2 separate regions of the Hordeum vulgare genome follow, and region 2 is linked to region 1. The links are chromatin contacts, called in public Hi-C maps. All regions are on one chromosome and are shown on one strand. Each heading gives the region's core, a stretch centred on a gene start, on an enhancer-like site or on the middle of the called end of the contact. The rest is flanking DNA. Distances are from core to core; before and after follow the strand shown.

Evidence for each region. Hi-C and Micro-C count contacts between places; a contact is called where the count stands out from the background.
Region 2: a contact with region 1 is called in a Hi-C map of leaf, with 2.2 times the contacts expected there. The contact joins the promoter of LOC123413528 here to the enhancer-like site in region 1. A contact is called at or near these places in 4 of 6 Hi-C or Micro-C datasets (leaf and seedling) and 1 of 1 datasets of contacts at active chromatin or transcription factors (embryo).

Annotation. Positions count from the first base shown.
Region 1 is chr7H:601,773,208-601,780,775 of MorexV3_pseudomolecules_assembly, reverse strand. It overlaps LOC123413431 (V-type proton ATPase catalytic subunit A), which reads right to left. Exons shown (of 19, transcript XM_045106366.1): 10 at 7,550-7,568; 11 at 7,240-7,435; 12 at 6,588-6,694; 13 at 5,934-6,128; 14 at 5,750-5,836; 15 at 5,555-5,659; 16 at 5,126-5,223; 17 at 4,961-5,039; 18 at 3,566-3,654; 19 at 2,998-3,456. The coding sequence ends at 3,342. Among protein-coding and RNA genes, the nearest start is that of LOC123414449, 5.4 kb to the left of the region's middle. Within about 2 kb of position 2,920, at least 1 of the 3 cell types and tissues checked has open chromatin away from gene starts, as enhancers often do. A contact at or near this core is called in leaf, where this site is marked.
Region 2 is chr7H:601,829,945-601,837,512 of MorexV3_pseudomolecules_assembly, reverse strand. It overlaps LOC123413528 (glycosyltransferase BC10-like), which reads right to left and starts at 3,190. Exons shown (of 11, transcript XM_045106466.1): 1 at 2,994-3,190; 2 at 1,706-2,193; 3 at 1,157-1,255; 4 at 413-513; 5 at 259-330; 6 at 1-68. The coding sequence starts at 2,050.

The sequences.
Region 1 (7,568 bases), core at 1,671-4,170:
GCTAGTGACCTTTCTGACTACTTTGTTGTGTCTGTTTACAAAAAGAAAAATGATATTTCTTGTGACAGCACATGTCAACGTAATCCTTTTTGCAAACGTTAAGGGTTTACACGAATCTCAACGGTTACCTAAAAAAAGCATGGCGTGGCGGTTTTCCTGTTTAAGACGGATTTGCGTCGACGATATGGTGACTTTGGCACTGGATTAGATTGGATCAGCGACGGTGACGAGTGTGCGGGATTCCTTCCGATGGCTCTCGCGGTTTGGCGAAGTGGGGTGGCAGCCGTCCTCCCAGACTCCAGTGGTGGCACACGGCTTTCACGATGGCAGTGTTGTTGTGGATGGTCGCCGGATGTGGGTGGCCAGATCTGGGGCTTTGAAGGTGGTCTGGACGATGCATATGGTGTCGGTTGGATGTTCATGGGACAGATCCGGGTGAAAACCTGGTCTCCGATCGATGGCCGGAGCTGATGATGGTGACGCCCTCGGCGTCGTTTTCTTCTTGAAGGCACCATCAAGGTGAAGCTCCCAACTCCTTCCGCTGCCTTCAGGGAAAACCCAAGATCAGTCGGATGACGGCGACACATTTGTGTCATTCCCTCCCATTGGGACGTCATTCTTGAAGGTGTGCATTGGCTTGAGGGACTCGTGGACGGTTCCAGTGATGGAGCGGCATTCCGTGTAACGCATCGATGACGTGGAGTCTTGGCGGCAGGGCTCGGCGTCGGATGTGTGATGACGAACGCGTGCGGGGAGGAGGCGTTGTCTGGCGTCGTGGGAGCGTCGACGACAATCCTGGCAAGGTTGATGCTCAGTACCTGCTCCGAAGAAGGATCAATGGAAGTTGGCTGCGACGATATATGAGAGTGCATCGGACCGTTTGCGACTTTGCGTCCCAAACCCATTATGTGGCTTGGTTGGGCATCCGGTTTTAAATGTTAGTCATTTGTGTGATGTCCGTTTGGTATTAGGCTCAGACTATCAACATCCCTTCATCAAGTTGATAATAGTAGCAACATATGTTTCTAAGATGATGACTTCAAACTTTGTGGTGTATTACTTTATAACGTCTTTACGAATAATTAATAAAATGGTTGCATGCATCTTCCAGGCCGGGGTAATCCTTCTTTTAAAAAAAATCTAAAAAGACATACTAGCATGCAGATCAAGAGTACTGAACATACTTCATTGAATAAAAGCAACTTAGATATGATTAATATCGATGAAGATAAAAGCCCAATAAGAATAACAACTAGACGTAAAACGATTAATGAAGTAAGATTAGATTAAAAAACGCATTAGTCTTTCTATTTCTCCGATTGTACACCGTCCGGCAGAGATTGAAAACTCCACTGACCAAACAACAAATGAGAAACGACACCAAACGTCCTTGCTATGTCTGACTTTCAAGACCGCAATAGTCACTCGTTCATGAAGACGAGATCTATAAATTGTTGAAGCGGCATCGGGAGCATAACCCCACGCAGAACAGGTTTGCAATTCATTATCACCAGTTGTGAGTGTTAAAAAACCAGGTCAAGCCACAAAACAACACAAAAGAAGATGTCGATATCGTCAAAGAAGCAAAAACCTAAGAAAATTTAAATTAGGCTGAGGAAAAGGAGGACTGATATCGTCAAAGAAGCAAAAACCTAAGAGCATCTCCAACAGCCGCGCTTCGCGCCGCGCCTAAAAAATGTATTTACAGCGCGCGCGCTGGCTGGTTTAGCGCAGGGATAGGCGCTGGCTCCAACAGCCGCGCTATAATGCAGCGCGCGCGCCGCTCCAGCAGTGCCCAAAAATGCAGCACGCGCACAACATTTTTTAAAAGTAGATTGCATTAAATAAAAAGGATACAAAGTTATTTTAGATAGATTGTAACTAGATAGGTAGTTCGAAAACATAGATAGATAGTTCGGTGCTAGATAGTTCGGAAACAAAAAAACTAATCCTAGTCGCTCCAGTCATCTGTACCATCATCATCGTCGTTGGTGTCGTCAGAGGTTGACAGCCAGATGTCAAACCAACGCTCATCTTCTTCAGTGAAGAAGGACCTCCCGCCTGCATTGACGAGGTCGGCCTGCGCACACGTCAATGCCTTCCGACGACGCCTGTCCAACCGCTCCTCGCGGCGCCGGCGCGTGTCCTCCTCGCGGCGTCCTGCCCAATATTCCTACTCGTAGGCGACGTCCTCTGGGTGGCGCCGGCGCCACTCCGCCATGACCCGCTCGTCCTCCTGGGCGACGAGGAGGCGGCGCTGCAGCGCAGTGTGCTCCGCACGGTCTTGTGCGGAGTTTAGACGAGGCGGCGGGGCGAGGTCTAACGCCTGCTGGAGCGTGTGGACGTCCGGAAAGTTCATTTAGAGACGCGGCCTGCCTAGGCGCCACGCCGCCGCGTCGAACGCCCGGGCGGCCTCGTGCGCCGTGTCGTAGGTTCCGAGGCTAAGCCGGAGATCGCCGGAGCGTATCTCGGCGTAGAACCCGCCGTTGGGGCACTGGCGGACGCCGCGGTAGCCCGACGCAGAACGGCGGCGCGGCGCGCTGGAGCGGTGGCGGCGCTGTGGGGCGGCGGGCGGCGGCGGCGTCGCGAGAGGCAGAGGAAGAGAGAGCGCAGAACGATGGCGCGAGGGAGCGGCGCGCGAGCTGCCGCCTTTTCGCGCGCGCGCAAGCGGTTCCCGCGCGCGGTTTTCCCGTCACCGCTCTGTTGGAGATGCTCTAAGAAAATTTAAATTAGGGTGAGGAAGAGGAGCACTGAGGCGGCGGCTGAGTTGGTTACTAGGTTCATTGCCGTACAATATTCATAATCACACATCAACGTACTATATTACCATTTTTTCTTTGAATGGTTCACTTGTAATCTCCACCTTCAATTTGCATCGAATCCGTACAACCTCTAGTGGGGTACTGGACCACTGGGGTGTACATAAGCAAAGTTCTTTTGCAGATAATGTTACCAATCGAGAGGCCTGAAATAGTACTGTAAATCACAATGGAAGAATACTGGCAAAAATAAATATGAATATAGACATTATTGATGTTCAAGTAGATGGACATCGTGCTTATTCCACTATGAACATGTCCACCGGTGTTCAATCTTCTTACAACAAATAATGGTACACATGGGGAAAAATAATGGCTTGCATCCTGGCGCTGGAGACCAAATAATGTAAAATCCTGAAAAAACAAGGCTGTCTGTCTGTCGCAAAAAAAGGGGATCCTGAAACGTAATTCGCATCTACACAAACTCCGGTGAAGCAAAAGCAAATTGCTCGCAAGTCGTTCACAGCATTTGGTGCTCCTTATTGTTTACACGGTGGCCATACACAACGTTTCTTCTTTCTTTTACCTAGCCTCGTCTTCTAGGTTGCGGAACCCGGCGGTAAGGTCGTCGTATAACTTCTGGAATTTCGCGACAAGGACGTCTTCGCCTTCTGCGGGGTCTTCGAACTTTTGGGATCTGTCAAGTACAAAAAACAAAGTATAAGTATTTCTTGTTCTCACTAAATATTTATTAAATAGGGACGATACAAATAAGTATCAATTTGAATATAGACTGGAATACTTACACAAGGCGGTAAAATAGATCACCCATGCGACTCTTTACGACGGCGTAGGTTATCTTGTGTCCATCAGCATTGGCTGCTCGCTCCACAGCCTGCAAAACAAGCATACACATATTAAGATTAAGAAGCAAACTTTTACATGTTTGCATATTTCCTTTATGATGATGGAAATAACTCCACCACTTGTACTAATAAAAGAAACTTGGTTCCAGTAAATGAAAATAGTTTACGTAAGAGATGAGTCTATAAATACTTCATATGTCAGCTGTACAATAAGCGCCTATCACCATTCATTTTCTCAAAACATCCAGGTCTTTTTGACTGGCTACTTTATTTCCTTTTCATGCACTATGCACCTTTATAGAATGGATTTAGTTTAAGTAGAATGGATTTAGTTTAAGTTCCATCTCATTGCCAGGCTAGCCGATGCTAATATTCTACTCCCTCCGTAAACAAACATAAGAGTGTTTAGATCACTAAAACAGTGATCTAAACGCTCTTATATTTCTTTACAGAGGGAGTACTTGAGTAAGGGCTGTTTGGTTCCTAGCCAAAACCCCAAATTAGGCAAGTTTGACCAAGTTAGGTGGTTGTTTGATTTTATAGCCACACCTAAGGCGAGATTCTTTTTGTAAGAAACAAGTCCCACGTGTCAATATACACAAAGAGTGGCAAGATTCCGTAAGGCAAGCCAAAGCGTGGCAAAGTTAACCACGAACCAAACAGGCACTCAGTTACATCTAAACCTAAATGTTTGTGCTATTACCAAAAATGTATATTCTTCTAAAAAACAAAAATGTACATATTTTAGTCCAAAGTTGCCTAACTATAACCCAGGCCTGCTCATCAAGTTATAATCACTGCCACAGCTCTGACACGGAGTGTTAGCATGATGAGGGCACATCAAAGCTCAAATCGGTGAGGCATGGAAGTAAACTCAAACAGACCAGAGGTTGATGTCAATGATTTTTTGATCATTAAGAAAATTGCAACTAAATTTCACTTTAACCTGGGATTTGTGCAAGTGGCTTCTGGTGCTAAACAACTGGGGTACTGGGTAAAGTGTAACTAACGGTACCCTTTTTAGGCCTACTTGATATAACCCATGTACTAAAATAGATACTGACGTGGGATTAAGGACAGAATAAAGCATGATATAATAATTGTTACTGGGACCATTGAACACCAAGAATTAACCATTTCCGCAATAATCCCGTTGATCAAGATTCGGTAAAATAAAACTTTAGATGAAAAAGGAAACCTTCCCAATGGAACCAAATCAAACTTTAGACGAAAAGGGCAACCTTCCTAACTCCATACTTTCATGTTGAAACATCTAATCTGATTGTGCAAATCTTAAGCTGTAGGGACAAAAAAGGTCACAGAAAGTGGGATTACCTGATTCGCTAATTGATTGAAATGAATAATGTTGCGCATCATCCAAACAGATTTGTAGAATGGACAATACTTGTCGTATCTGTTACAGCAGATTTTCATGATCAGAGTTGAGATGGTTATGCAGCTAGAAGGTATCCATAAAAATCAGACTAGGGTATCACTCACGGGGTAAAAGCGTTCTGTGCCAAATAATCTTCCCTCAGAAGTTTGGCTGTCTCCAACGTAATCTTGTCAGATTCTCCCAGTGCATCTTTACCAACAAGCTGACAAATTGAAAAATATTAGTCCAGTGATGATGTGCATGTGTCAGCAACTGCATTCCGCAAACCACAAAAGCACCAATCTGTTCTCTCCATATATGGAACTCTTCAGAATATATAATAACATTAAAGTACAGATTGGAGAGCTTAAGCAATTCATCGTCTACTAAAAACATGATTAAGTGTAAATAAAAAATAAACCAGGAAACAAAAGCACTAATTTTTAAGAGTTTCAACCGTTGCTCATATGATAAATTCAAAATAACAAAGCAAGCCAACAAATTTGGGAATGGATCCTCAGCAACAAAGTGAGAGACAAGGTGGACATAAATACCTGGACAATTTCATTTAGATCATCCTCTCTCTGCAACACTTCACGTGCTTTTGTTCTCATGTCAATAAAGCCAGGGTCAAACTTTTCATAGTATCCTTCCAAAGCCTAGTGCAGAAGATAGCGCGTTAGTATAAGTGTATAACAGAGTGCACTAATATTACTTGCATCGAAATTCTGGGCAAGTTAGAGAATAACCGTGGAGTATTTTGAGTAAGAAATGAGCCAATTAACAGATGGGAAATGCTTTCTTTGAGCCAGTTTCTTATCCAGTCCCCAGAAGACCTGCAATTCAGAGCAGTTAATTAGTACCTGATAGTAAAGCAATGGAAATTCTGCAGGTGTGACTACCTAAAGGTTCGTAACCGAACAGTTTCCTTACCTGCACAATACTGAGGGTTGCAGAGGTAACAGGATCTGAAAAATCTCCTCCAGGAGGAGAGACGGCGCCAACAATTGTGACACTGCCTGTCCGGTCTGGACTGCCAAGACATTGCACCTTCCCGGCACGTTCATAGAAGGATGCCAACCGTGAAGCCAAATACGCAGGGTAACCACTATCCGCAGGCATTTCAGCCTATAGCATATTGAGCACAGCATTAGTTCAAAAATCACATTAGTATGCAAGTATAACTGTAATCAACGCGTATGTGCAAGAGTAACTTTTAACTCAAGAATTCACTAGTTAAATGTCTTGGCAGTAAGTATTTCATGTATGATGTGATTTTAGTTCTGCAGCAAAGTACTTGTTCTAGCATTTTGCAATAATGTTCTTGAATTTTAAAAATACTGTCCGCTACCATCGGATTCTTTAATGTAAAGAGCTTAGTTAAAGGGGAATTAATAAACAGTTCTAATCATAATCTTGAATCAACACGAAGGAGAAAAAATTAAACCTTTATCATGAATAGTAGTCAGGAATTTCAGAAATCAATAAGAATGTATTCGTATTTTGCATGAGAGAATATATACAGTAGTGAACATAAGTTAAAATGGCAATAAATGAAACTGGAAGCCGCAGAAGGAAGCATCATACCAAACGTCCTGAAATTTCACGCAATGCTTCGGCCCACCTGGACGTGGAATCAGCCATCATACTAACATTATAGCCCATGTCACGGAAGTATTCAGCAATAGTAATTCCTGGAATAGAGGGAAAAAACACATGATTGTCTGGTTCATAGAGAAAAAAACAGCTGAAAAGCATGAACATGATGGCTCTTTAGCAAATTAGCAGGAAACTATGCAGGCTGGATCACTTAGGCCGATTGACTACAAGATGTAGGCTACCAAGTTCACAGAAATTAATGCTAAAATAAGATGCATATATCCACAATGTTCTACTAAAACTAATGATAACGCCTTACAGATGTGCCCGCCTGTCTCTACCTATGGATGCTGCTTTTACACTTACTATATGGTTCGAATTTGTCCCATGAAGCCCCAGAAATACTAAAACTAGCCAGTATGTACAATTGTACATAGACAGATAGATACAAATGGGAAAACCACAAGTTGCAATAATTCAATGCTATGATAAAACTTATAGAAGTACTCATTTCAGTAACGCAAACAATATGATGCTGTTGAACACGGGAACTGCTTAAGATAGAAAGGCATGCCTACAAGGCTGTAACAGTAGACTGCTAGGATGCCAACTAAAAAAAACATCAACAAGTGTATGTTACCTGTATAAATGGAGGCTTCACGAGCAGCGACAGGCATGTTGGAGGTGTTAGCCACAAGCGTTGTTCTTTTCATGACTGATTCTTCACGTCCATCAGGCAATGTCATTGTCAATTGCGGGAAGTCCATAAGGACCTCAGCCATCTCATTTCCTCTTTCTCCACAACCCACATAAACCACAGTGTCGGAATTGGAGTACTGTAAAAGGTAATTTGAGTCAGAAGAAATTAACACATTGATAAATTTGAAGGCAAACATCCTGAGCTGAACTAAAATATCAGTTATGCAACAAGAGGTGAATAGCCATGAGACCTTTGAGAGCGCCTGACTA
Region 2 (7,568 bases), core at 1,941-4,440, 56 kb before region 1:
TCTCCTCTATTTCAGGAAGCATCTCAAGAGAATACCTTCCATTTCCATGTGGACCAGGATCCTGGAAACTACAAAATGGCAATAAATGCGGACGAAAATCAACATGCATGGACATGGACATCTAAAAGTGATAGAACAATGTATAAACTAATAAACAACGTCCTTGTGATATTGGCCAGTGCCACTTGTTTCACTAATTCCCCTTTACTTCCCTTATTTTTCAAAATGGTAATGAAATACAAGTTCCAGTACTCTTACCAATCAATGAAACTAATGTTTGTTCCCATCAGGTAATTAAAGACGTAGTCGAATGAATGAAGAGGAACACAGCTGCGAGAGATAGTAAATACTGATTTCAGTACGGTGAAATAATCTCTAAAGAAGGAAATCATTCATAATCAAGAATTCAGACCTATCAGAAAGCAAGACAAAAAATTGATTATCAGCGTCTTCCAGCGCATTTGCTAATAGCCTCTTCTCTGCATCTATCATTGAAATCTTTCCCCATACAACCTGCAAAGCAAATACATACTCTGCTCAATTTTGACAAGCACAAACATGCAACATCAAACCTATGTTATAATTGTTAGAAATAAACCTAAACAACATGTAATGCACAAAGCTCCTCAATTTGCAAAATTAGTAGACTAAGATTTTTCAGCATCTCAATCCAAACTGCTAATAGTGGTCTTTAGAAGTCAGAAGATCTATATCTCATGATACTAAGACTGGCCTTGAGGATACAAGCAATGCAACACACTACTTCTCCAAAGAACCCATATTTCTGGCATAGCATGCCATGGGAAATTGGGAATGATATGATACTAGCACTCTTTAATGCAAGCGATCTTGGTCAAGTTATGTTCTCAAGTCTCAACTATATCAATATGAGCTCACTGTTTAACCATTGCTCATTGCTCCTTCCATGGAGTGAACGCATTAATGAAAACAAAAGTTTCAGATGGCATCAATATCAATCAGTTGAGTCACTAACATATTCTTCATTCATTGAGAGGGAGAATTTTCTTCGGAACATAAGCTTTAAAGATATAACAGAGAAATTGTACTTGAGAAATCTCCTCAGTGAAAGCACATCGTTTATGTAAAACACACATGCAAATTTACGAAGAACTGAAGGACAAATGAGAATTGTTACCGCATCACTATGAATATCTCTGCCAACAAAGAGAGAACTAGAATGCACCGGCTTCTGACGCGACGCGTGCACATAGATGGAGTATCTTCCCTCATGACCCTGTGTATCAAAGTGATTTTGTTTTAGGTTCACATGAATTATATAAACAATAGACAACATTACTTCATGTAGACATGCAGATACAGTTAGTAGCATGGAGGTACGAGATTATAGTGAAAAGTGCATGATAGCATGATAGCATTATTGACTTGGTCAAGAGGATCACTTATAATTCACTTATATATGCAGATAAAGTATATCTTCATGCCAACCGTTCAAAAATGAATGCTGGCGTGAAGCTAACATATCTGAACTGTATGCATTTATTACTGAAAATAATGGTCAAGTGCTAGATTGTTTCTCAGCGACCCAAATAGTTCTATTTGTATAATAACTGGAAAATATTTGATGATACCCTGGCACCATCTCAGTTAATGAAAACCCAAAGAAACCTTAATTGAACTATACTCCTTAAAATTGCACAAGGACAAGAGGTGAAATCAGGCAAACCTGCAAAAACTTTTCCCACAGTTTCTCAAAGGGCAATGAGCCAGGCGTCAAGAACATAAAAGCAATCTTTGGACTCTTGGACGTGGACATGGGCATTCCAAGGATATCCCTGATAACAGCGGCTGAGATGACCTCGTCATCGGTCCGCTCCCGGCGGCCGATGGACGGGAGCCAGTCCTTGAAAGGTGTACAAACGCTGGAAGCGGAGAGGTAGCACTGCGAGTAGTGCCGCGGCGGGTACACGTACGCCCCGATCAGCACGACGCAGACGAGGCACAAGAGCACGATTATCCACATGGGTCTCTTGGCCGCGGGCCGATGGCGCGCAGGTGGCATGACAGTCATGTCCTTGCTGCCCCACAGCCCCCACTGCCAATCTCTAGGTACTCTCAGCTCCTCACCATCTTTGGATCATCTGAAAGCTCGGGTTATTTTTCGGTGGGAAGGCCGCTGCTACACCACAGGCAGCTGTCTCGTCACCCCTTCCCCTGCATTTACAACACACAAGGTAAGCACAGCGCTGACGCAAGAGATCGTGATGAAGTAGTAACAATCTAGCCAGCTCAACGGCGATCTAGGCAGAACCGGGGTCCTGCAGGCCAGCAGCACCCCGGCTACCTGACGGCTGCTCTAGCACTGCACCGCAAATTCCAATGCGCGCGCGCGCGTACACGTGATTCAGATATGGCAAGTGGTGAGACGACCCAGCGAAAGCAAAAGAAATACAGCACCGCTCCGCTAGAGGCTACGCTGAGCTCCCGGAAGCGGAAGGCGCTGCCTGCCTTCCCGAGCCGGGCGCGCGATTGGCCCGGGGTTGGGTAGGTGATCCACCAGTCCAAATCAGGCGAATTCCACCACACGCGAGAGAGAAGGGGGAAAAAGGCAGGGAGCGCGGGTCGAGTCCACCACGGCGGCGGCTGGGGAGGGAAAAAGTCAAACTCTGACCGAATCGCCGCCCGATCCCCGCTGGCCGCGCCGCCGCCGCATTTGGAGCTCGATCCAAAACAAACCGGTCCCCCCCGGCCGGCCACCCCGCGCGCCCGCCCAACGGAAACGCGCGGGCGCGGAACCCAACTGAAGTCGCTCCCCGCGCAGCTCGCGCAAAAAGTCAAAGTCTTGGAGGGCACGGCGGCGGCAGCAGCGTGGTGGGAAACCAAGCGCAACGAGACGCGCGGGGCCGGACGGCCGGCGACCAAGCCCAATGCGCGGAGCGGAGCAGAGCAGAGCAGGCGCGCGGCGGGGGGAGGGGAGGCGGGCCGGCCGGCGGGTACGGAGAGGGGGAGCTTACCGCGTGTACGAGCTCGGCGGCGGGCGGGCGGCGGATCTGGGGCTGGCGGCGCGGCGATGGGATCGGGTGGGCTGGCTGGGAGGGGCGGGCAGCAGGGGTGGAGGTGGAGTCGTGGAGATGAGGAGGAGGCGAGGGGGGGAGGAGAGAGATATATAAATCAGGGGATTAAGTAGTACGAGTATAGTAAGCTGGAAGCGGCACTAATTGTAAACATGTGATGCGATGAGTTAATACTACTACTGCCCGGAGCTTTCCACCGGCTTTCCTTTCCTTGCCTGCCTTGCTTGCTTCCAAATGGACGCAATGGTCTCTCTCTGCGCCTGGAGGCCGGCGTGTGGTTTTTCGCGACCCCGCCCCTCAGCTTCCGTTTTCTTGCGTCGCAGCGCGTCCATCTGCAATTTTATTACTCGTATCTACTTCGTATTTATTTAGTTCTATTTCATTAGTTTATTTTCTGATTATTTTTTATAATTAAAAGAAATGTTATGCAGGGGAGATGGCCGACATAATATCATTTGGGCCGGCGTGTTGGTCTCCCACCCATTGTCGGTTTTCGTTCATCGATCCAGGTGGCATCAGGCTCCACGCGTGCTCGTTTCGAATTTTCGATGAAAGGCGATGTAGGGGGGGGGGAGGGGGGCAAGCACTCGAGATTCTAAATTTAGGTTTCTTCGGTCCTTTTGTACCGTCTCTTGTGAGGTAACGGGATTCGGCATCTCTCCTCTTACGATCGAAACTCTTTATAACTGATAGAACTTGGCGGCCCCTCCATTGGCATTGAGAGGGGGGGGGGAAGACAAATGTTTCTATTTGAAGTTATCTGGTCCTACCGATATCCCTTGGATAAATACCAAGAGCAAGATTATTAGTTAGCTCCCCCGAAAAAATGGCTCTTGGGATATAACTTTTCGAACAAATGTAATACATGGTTTCACAAGCCATAGAGCGCAACAAATTTGTTATCGGTATTTTAAAAAACATGTAGATCAACACAAGGTTTGCTTACCATAGCGCAATAATCCAAGCTTGCAAATGTAGGTTGGGAAAACAACAAAAAAGAGAAGTTCGGTGGTGAATTATGGGCAAATGTTTGTTCATAAAGGATGCTACTATTCAGATTATGCAAAGGGAGATGATCTAGTGGTTCAAGGCTTAGCATTGGAACTCCACTTCTCGTAAGAGAGTTGATATCATGACATTGTACATGTCCTTCTCACAACGATTGTCCTTGCCCTCAAGCTTCTAGATTTGGGTTTCAACGGTCTCGTGTACCGCCCCTTCTGATTAATGGAATTCAACAGCTAACCTTGTGACATTAAGAATAAATAGAGTTGGGGTTTCTTGAAGTACTCGGTCGTACCAATAGCATGAGCATATATAGATACAAAGACTAAGAACAATAGTTTCTTGCAAGAAAAGAAAAAGGCCAAGAACATTAGTTCTCACCAAATATGGCTTTAGAACATGTCGTAGTTGATTCGAGCTCATTAGCTAGTAAAATCGAAACAAAACTGAAACTTCTTTTACATGAAAGATGAATAAATTATCTATGTGCCTGCAAAGTTTCATGACCATAGGGCAGCAGGGGAGCTTGGGATATATAAAATAAAATTAGTGCTTCAAAGCTGAAAATTTCAAACATTTTCTCAAAGCATTATTTTTTTGTCCATAACTCTCAAGGCCCAACAAGAAAGCAACACGGACTTATGAGAAGTTTCGAGCCCTATGCCCATAAAAGACTAGCCTGGCAGGAGGGGATCACCGACTTATGAAAGGCCTTGGCCTTCTTCCCCTAAAATGACTAGTCTGATAGAAAGAGACACCGCGTCTTTATAAATCATGTTATGTCTCCTAATACAATCAATGTGAGATTAAACCCAACACTCCCAATGCCAGGTGGTCATGAAATTTAGCAGGCGCATAAAGAATTTGTTCGTCCTTCATGTAAAAAAATGTTTTAAACTTTCAATTTCGTTTGCTATCTTTATTGAATTGATATTGTTCATCAACGGGAGTAGATACTCACTGCAAGAAAGATTGTGAATAACAATGATTTTACGTTTTTTTTCCTTTACAGCATAGCATGGCGTTGTTGATCATCAATTATGTTGTCTATGAAAGAACTCGTTATCGCCACATTTTGTACTCCTAATATCCTTGCCTGCAATAAAGAGACAGATAAAACTTTGCTTTACCACTCGTCTTTTATTTATCCTACTTGGTGGTGTCCCCTTCTTAGAACATACCACTACTATCAAAAATGCTAAACCTACGTACGTCTTACTTAAGGCTACGTAAACTTTTCATCTCTAACAAATCAGCCCCATGATTTCAACCAAGGTGGGACCCAACCACTAATGTTGATCCAATTAATGACCTACACATCAGCTTTTACGTAAAATGCTCACGTAAGTTTACGTAGATGTAGCATTGCTGCCACTACTACTGCTTCTCTGTGTTATCTAAAAGGATGGTAGACTGAGGTTTGTGTTTTGTACCATAAAAACTTTGCATGCAATCAAAAGACGGGAAACTTTGCTTTGGCACTCATCCTTGCTTGCTGGGTACGCCCTTTTTGGTACAAAAGCAAAAGTACTAGACGTACTCTACATGGTGAATGCTGCTGCAAAGGTACAAAAGTGGCGGGATGGCTAGATGCATGAGCATATTCGCACGGTCGGACGGCCGGACACGCGGCTCAGCTGCTACCCCCCAGACGCCCTACCCCGCAACGCGTAGTCCGAGATACGAGAAGGCCACGTCGGCCAGGAAAACAATCGGAAAATTGTGCACGTATTTTAAGCTTTTGCGGAAAAGATCAAAATATTAGAGTAACTCCAACCAATCGACCCAAATGGATGGTCATTTTATCGTTTTTTTGTACGTTTGGATCGACCCAGCAGACATCAATGTTCGTTTCGCCGTTTGGGTCGGCGCATGCGTTCAACGCTGACCCGATCCATTTTTGCCGACGTGCAAAAAATATATAAAGTATTTATAAAAATAATAAACAAGCATAATTAAACATTAAAAGCCGGCCACGAAGACCGGCGAGAGTCCACGCGTCCGCATTACATTAATTAAACATAAAAGAACTAAAACTACGAGGCAGCCTTAGGCGGTGGCGGCTGCGGGGCCGGTGAGGTCAACCAACGTAGGTAAAAGAAAATGTCCGCTCCCAGTCCTTGCAGGAGTCCTTGAAGGTTATCCTCGGGAATGGCGGACCGTTCCGTCGGTAAACCACCACGCCGCCGCAGGAGTAGGCCGACCCGTCGCTCTTGTGCTTCTCGAAGCGGAAGTAGAAGAACTGTCGAAAGAAGGAGGAAAAGGGGTGAAAGCCCAAGTATCCCTCGCACAACACGACGTAGCAGGAGATGTACAGGATGGCGTTAACCCCCAGATGATGCATCTGGAGGCCATAGGACGTCAGGAAGTTCCGGAAGAAGGCACTCATCGGAAACCCGAAGCCAACGATGGAGTGTGCCCCGGAGACCACGCGCTCGCGGTCGCGCGACCAGGTCCTCCGCGGGAAGCCTCCGCGTCCGGCGGAGGTACTCGATGTGGCTCGGGGTAATGAGCGAGCGCTCCCACGAGCCGGGCGGTAGGTCCGGCATCTCCAGCGGCGCCGGTGACGGGCCAACGGAGCAGAGGAAGGAGAGAGTTGCGGGCGCGCGGAGGGAGGTCAGAGGCGGAGAAGTGCTTCGGGCGCGAAGAGGAACAAGGAGGAGAGCTCGAGGGAGATGGGGGAGCGGGCGAGGCAATGGCCGCAACTGCCTCCCCCTCACCCCCTTTTAAAGCTCGAGGAAGACCAGGGGCGAGTGAATCGACTGCGCCACGATCTCCTCCACTCCCCCCCTCAATCTACGTGCATTAAATGCGCACATGATCCCAACGGACGAAAACGGCCGCAGTAAATCCGCGCATCGGCCGAGGCACGCTAGGCTGGGCCTGGGGCGCTGTCCCGTCGTGCGGGTAGTGGCGGGACTGCCGCTCGCTCCAGGCCACCATGTGACCCGACAGACCGGCGCAGAAGCCGAGGCGTCAGGGTCGGCCGCAACCCGGCCGGCTGTGGCTTGGGCCGGCTACCTCACGGACAAACATTGCCCGGGCCGGACGAAGGTTAGAGGCCGCCTGCACGGCGCGGCCGGCTAGTTTGAGAAGTTCCTTCAGGTCGGGGGGATGAAACCGCTGGCCCCCTCGCCTGCAACCTCCGAACCCCAATGGTTTCGGGGGCTACTGACGGGGATACTACCCCGGGGTATACCAAAGGCGGAGATTACCCTTCTCCAAGACGATTGGGGGGCCTACTGGCCCCCAGGCCGGCTGGCGATAGCCGACCCATCTGGTACGACCGGTTTGGCGATAGCCGGCCCCATCGAGTCATATGCATGGACGGCTGGCGGTAGCCGGCCCCTTCCACCAGCACCTCTCCAACGGTCAGGCGCGGTACGGCCGGCCGGCTGGCCGGTCGCCAGCCAGACGGACTGCCCCGTCCCATCAGGTCGTTGATACGTCCCAAACGTATCTATAATTTCTGCTTGTTTCATGATCTTTTGGATGACATTGTTATATGTT